Regions from separate parts of the Sus scrofa genome. Here region 1 is linked to region 2. Evidence: chromatin contacts called from public HiChIP or PLAC-seq data. All regions are on one chromosome and are shown on one strand. The core of a region is the stretch at or near the end of the contact, and the rest is flanking DNA. Distances in the headings are between cores, read along the strand shown.

What was found. HiChIP or PLAC-seq counts read pairs in DNA pulled down with a chosen protein or histone mark.
Region 1: an H3K27ac HiChIP or PLAC-seq map of alveolar macrophages shows a contact between it and region 2. The contact joins two enhancer-like sites.

What each region holds. Positions count from the first base shown.
Region 1 is chr17:50,735,848-50,738,547 of Sscrofa11.1, reverse strand. No RefSeq gene overlaps it. Among named protein-coding and RNA genes, the nearest start is that of CSE1L, 7.8 kb to the left of the region's middle. Within about 2 kb of position 1,442, at least 30 of the 83 cell types and tissues checked have an H3K27ac peak or open chromatin away from gene starts, as enhancers often do. A contact at or near this core is called in alveolar macrophages, where this site is marked.
Region 2 is chr17:50,487,604-50,490,303 of Sscrofa11.1, reverse strand. All of the region lies in intron 1 of PREX1 (phosphatidylinositol 3,4,5-trisphosphate-dependent Rac exchanger 1 protein), which reads left to right. Among named protein-coding and RNA genes, the nearest start is that of PREX1, 61 kb to the left of the region's middle. Within about 2 kb of position 1,258, at least 30 of the 83 cell types and tissues checked have an H3K27ac peak or open chromatin away from gene starts, as enhancers often do. A contact at or near this core is called in alveolar macrophages, where this site is marked.

The DNA.
Region 1 (2,700 bases), core at 193-2,692, 250 kb before region 2:
AGCTCTCGCTGTCACTTCTGAGAGCAAGTGCAAAGCAGGTGTGAACACCCCTAAGCTGGAAGTGTGATGAGGGGGCAGACGCGTGTGCAGCAGGTTTGGACGGAGCTGGACATCTGCACACACACATTCACAGCCTTGTGGTGCAGGCTGAGGCTTGAGGACGGAGGAGGAAGGCTGCAGGACAAAGGCCAATTCTCCCCCTGCTGCTCGGATCTGGCATGGAACTCTGGGGAGCCTGAGAATTCGAATTTCTATTGTCCATTTTTATTTCTTGATAATTCAACTTTTGAACCTGGACTTCCAGGTATTACAAAGATATTTACCAAAGAAGGAGGTTAGAACATTTTTTTTTTTGTCTTTTCTAGGGCCGCTTCCCACGGCATATGGGGGTTCCCAGGCTAGGGGTCAAATCAGAGCTGTAGCCACCGGCCTACACCAGAGCCACAGCAACGTGGGATCCAAACCGCGTCTGCGACCTACACCACGGGTCACGGCAACGCTGGGTCCTTAACCCACTGAGCGAGGCCAGGGATCGAACCTGCAACTTCATGGTTCCTAGTCAGATTCGTTAACCACTGCGCCACGACAGGAACTCCAAGAGCATGTTTTATTCGCAAGTTTATTAGCCTGGCATATAACTTTGAGGCTTAGTGGCTGTGAGCCCAACATTTGTATTTCTGCCCCAGAACCGGCAGATGTCAGTAGAGGGCTGTGCTCCCAGCCTTCTGGAGCCAGTGTCCCCTTGATCTACAACTGTTTGTTCCCCAGCACAGGAAGCAGCCCTTCTCGGTGTGAGACCCCTCCTTAGGGAGGGACTCAAAGGAGCATCAAAGAGGCAGTGGAGGAGGGAGATGAGGCAGGAGCTAACGGCTCTCAAGCACTGAGAGGTGATGTGGGGTAGAGGGCTCTAGAGCCAGACTGCAGGGCTTTGAATCTGTGTGGCTTTGGACAAGTTCGTTCTCCTCTCGAGCCCCATATAAAAAATGGGGTGTGATGATGATAATAAGTACCTACCTTACGGAGCTGTCCTGAGGATTAAAGGGGATGATGTGAGCAGAGCAAAATGCAAATGATCATTCTTCCTTTGATCACTGCTCTGCTGCTGGGTGCTGTCACAGAAATGACAGGGGGAAAACAGGCTGAACAATGGCTGAAATGGCAAGCGCCTATAAAATGACCAAAAGGGAAGCCTAACAGAGGGAATAAAATTCTCTTTCCCTTCTTCTTTGGTGGAGGGGAAGGGGAAGTGTGACCAGGGAATGTGGAGCCTCAAACTGGAGCCCTTTGGGCACCTTCGAGTTGCAGATTGAGCACCTTCCCCAATGTTCTCAGGGGAAGCAGGTGCCTGGGGCCAATTTCTGTCATGGCGGCTATGGAGGAGTGGGTCTTTGGGCGGCAACTTCCTCTTCAAGCTGAGCAAGGCAAATGGAGAGTGGAACTGCCAGCGGAAAGAAAGGAAATGACCAAGACAGCACAGGAAATGACCTAATATTCCTGAGTTTGTGAACCGTCCCATGATCATCCTAGAATTTCCACTTAAAAAAAAAAAAAACTAAAAAAAAAAAAAAAAAGGCTCTGCATTTTTCCTTCACTTAAATTCATTGAGTGGGGAGTTCCCTCGTGGCCTATTGGTTAAGGACTCAGTATTGTCACTGCTGTGGCGCAGACTAATGCTGTGGCTTGGGTTCAATTCCTGACCTGGGAATTTCTGCATGCTGCTAGCACAGTACTCTTCCCCGCCAAAAAAATTCATTGAGAGAATTTTGTATCTGGTACTGTGTTCCAGTGGGTGAGATTATCATAAACAAAACAGCCATGGTCACTGCCCCCATTCCAGTGGGGGAGACACAGCAAGCAGACTGCTGCAGATGGCAGTGAGCTCAGAGGAGGACATCAAAATGGGAACAAGGAGTTAGCATGTGGGTTGAAGCCAGGAGGAGGAACTGGCATGACGTGACCTAGAGAGAGGGCATTCCAGGCAGAGGAATAGCATGGGCAAAGGCCCTGAGGCAGGAACAAGTGTGGAACTCTTAAGAAGTCATGACTTAAAAAACTGAGGTAGGAGTTCCTGTTGTGGCTCAGTGGTTAACGAACCTGACTGGGAACCATGGGATTTCGGGTTCGATCCTTGGCCTTGCTCAATGGGTTAGGGATCTGGCGTTGCCCTGACCTGTGGTGTGAGTGGCAGATGTAGCTCGGATCCCGTGTTGCTATGGCTCTGGCATAGGCAGGCGGCTACAGCTCGGATTAGACCCCTAGCCCTGGAACCTCAGCATGCCACGGGAGCTGCCCTAGAAAAGGCAAAAAGACCAAAAAAAAAAAACAAAACAAAAAAAAAACACACAAAAGGCAAAAAACAAAACTGAGGTACAGTTGATTTACAGTGTTGTGTTAGTTTCAGATGTATAGCAAACTGACTCTGATCTATTTATCTATATATCTTTTTCAGATTCTTTTTCATTAGAGGTTATTATAAGATATTATATATAGTTCCCTGTGCTTTACTAGTAAGTCCTTGTTTATCTGTTTTAGAAATAGTAGTATGTATCTGGAAATCCCAAGCTCCTAAATTATCCTTCCCTCCCCCCTTTCCTCTTTGGTAATCATAAGTATGTCTACTTCTGTTTCATAAATAAGTTCATTTGTGTCATTTTTTTTAGATTCCACATACGAGTGATATATTTGTCTCTTTTTTTTTTT
Region 2 (2,700 bases), core at 9-2,508:
CCCACCCGCCCCCACCAGCCCTGGGCTGGACTCATGCAGGCTCCGTTCGTGCTGCGTGTGTCTGTCCTTCACGTGCATCTGGATGTCCTCACGGCTCACTCCCCCACTTCGCACGGGCCTCAGGCCATGTGTACCCCCTCTGTAGACACTTGCTGAAAGAATCTTGGGAGATTCTGTCCTAAGAAAGTCACTTTTGTGCGGGGTGTGCTGCTGGCGTGCTGTGGTTAGTGAGACCAAGGTAGGAGTGAGTGCAGGGCCCTGGGAGGCCAGGGGGCAGGGATTCAGCCCCGAGATGTTGGCAGGAGGTGGTAACCAGATGCCAGGATGAAAAGCTTGGACTTAATCATGGTTAGGGACATTCATGCAGCACCTACTGTGTGCCGGGCCCTGGGCCAGCAAGTGCTTGCAGATATTCTCTTATTTAACTCTTCATAATAGCCCTTGAGGGAAATACCGTTGGCCCGTTTTACAGATGAGTAAAACCGAGGCCAGCGAAGCAGCAAGTGACTCGCCTCTGGAATCACAGTTTCTGAGTAGACTTGTTTGGTTTCTTCAGATGACTTCTCCATCTGCCCTGGCACGCTGCCATGTGGCCACCTCTGGCTGGACGGCCCTGGGCAGATGAGCCCCAGGCCAGCCCGAGCGGCCTCTTCCTCTTTCCTCAGCAGACACAAAATGATGAGTGTTGCCGTCACCATTCCTCCCTCTGGGACGCTGACTTCCTTTTTAGCTTGATGTGGCAGGAAATTCCGCAAAGAGAAAAAGGGAACCGAGGTGTTCGTGTGGAGCTGAGTCCAGGGTTCTGGGTCTGCGTCGCACGGCTCGTGGCTGGTGGCCGGGCCAAGCTTCAGGGCCACCCAGGTCTCTGCAGACTTGTGCCTTCCTTCAGGCATTCCTCCTCTGCCGTTTTCCCGAGGACTTGGCCCCGGGCCCTGGTCCACGGGGCTGGGGCATCTCTCTGGCAGGCAGAGCCCAGCCAGGCCTGTGGCTGCCTGTCACCCAGTGTCCCAGGGACCAGGGCTGGGTTGTCACCAGGAAGGGCTCTGCCATAGGGCGTGCATTGGAGCCCTGATTTTGCTCAAGGAGGTGGGTGGACAAATTTTTGTAGGACAATCGAGCACAGGTGATGACAATGTGGAAACGTGCTTCCTAAGCGCCCCTGCTTGCAGCTTGGGGCCCTCGGCCCAGGCCCGCAGGGTCGTGGCGAGGGTCCTGTGACCTCATGTTGGTGACTCACTCAGGACAGCATCCAGTGCTGAGTCATTTCCCAGGGGGCCTCGGCCACGACGCTTTGCCGTCTGGGCCTCGGTTCCTCCTCTGTGGGGTGTGGAGGGGCTGCACCTCTGGTAAGGCTCTGCCTCGTGGCTTCGGGCAACTTTTGAGGGCAGTCAATTGAGGCAGACCCTTCAGCGACACAGCATGTTGCCCTGGGACCCCCTGGGATCCCACGCTGAAAACGGGGTCCGAGAAAAAGTCCTCGGCACGGGGAAAAACCCCACACACTTGTACACCGTGATGTTCACCAAAGCCCCGTGTGTGAGAACTCATCGTTGGAAACAACCTAAATGTCCCCAAATGGGGAAATGGTAAGGTGACCAGGCACGCCCCCCTGCTCCGGCTGCCACAGACCAAGGAAAAGGTGACACGCCTGATTATGTGCAGCCTGTGATGGCAGCCATGCCTTCAGAACTGCACCAAAAGAAACTGTTGATGGTGACACACCAGAGTATTCATGTGGATGCTGTTGGAATACGTGATTGCCAGTTTTCTTATGTTGATTTTAGATCCTAAACTTTGGTGCCTGTCCCAGGCCCCTGGGCTAGTGCGTTACGAATGCAGATGTCTAGGCTCTATCCATCCCACTGATTTGGAGCCCTTGAGTGGCAGCGCCCAGGAATCGGCTTGGTCTGATCTTGGTTGTTTGTCGGGATGCTCTCTGTCCTCCTCTTCTGAGCAGCCCTCCTTGACTACCTGCCCGCTCCTGAGTTTCCCATGCTCCCTTGAGCCCTTCACATATCTGGGAGCTTCTACAAAGGCACAGGTTCCCTGGCTTTCCCAAAGCTCTTGAATCCCGTCAGCACTTCCTGGTACACCTCCTGGGCAAACGTGCTTTTTGAAAAGCTCCCTGGGTCATTTATATGCCATCCTTTGGACATCAGACCCCCCCTGGCTTAGGGATCAGCCCCACTTGGCTTTTACAGCCAGACTTCTAGTTGTGCCTTAATTTTAAATTGTAAAGAGAACAAACACATGCTCATAACATTAAAAGGATCAAAATGCAGAAAATAAGAAAGTCAATTCTGTGATAAGCTACCTCCTTGTACCTGCAAGCAATTTATTGACCATTTATTATATACCACGTGCTGGGGATGCAGCAGTGCACAAGACAGACAAAAGCCCTCATCTCCACTGAGTTTGCATTAAGAAAAGTCTAGAGTGTTAGCGAGTGATAAGTGCTATGGAAAAAAATGGCACAGGGTAAGGGGGGGTGGGTACTGGGAAGATGTGGCAGCTGTAAGTAGAGTGATCAGGGGTGGGCTTATTGAGGAGGAGATGTTGGAGCAAAGACCTGGAGGAGGGAAGGACATGCGTTGGGTGGCCACTTGGGGACAGGCATAGGGGACAGCCAGTGCAAAGGCCCTGTGGCAGGAGGCTGTTGGGCCACGTTCCTGGAACATCAGAAGGGCCAGCGTGAGAGGA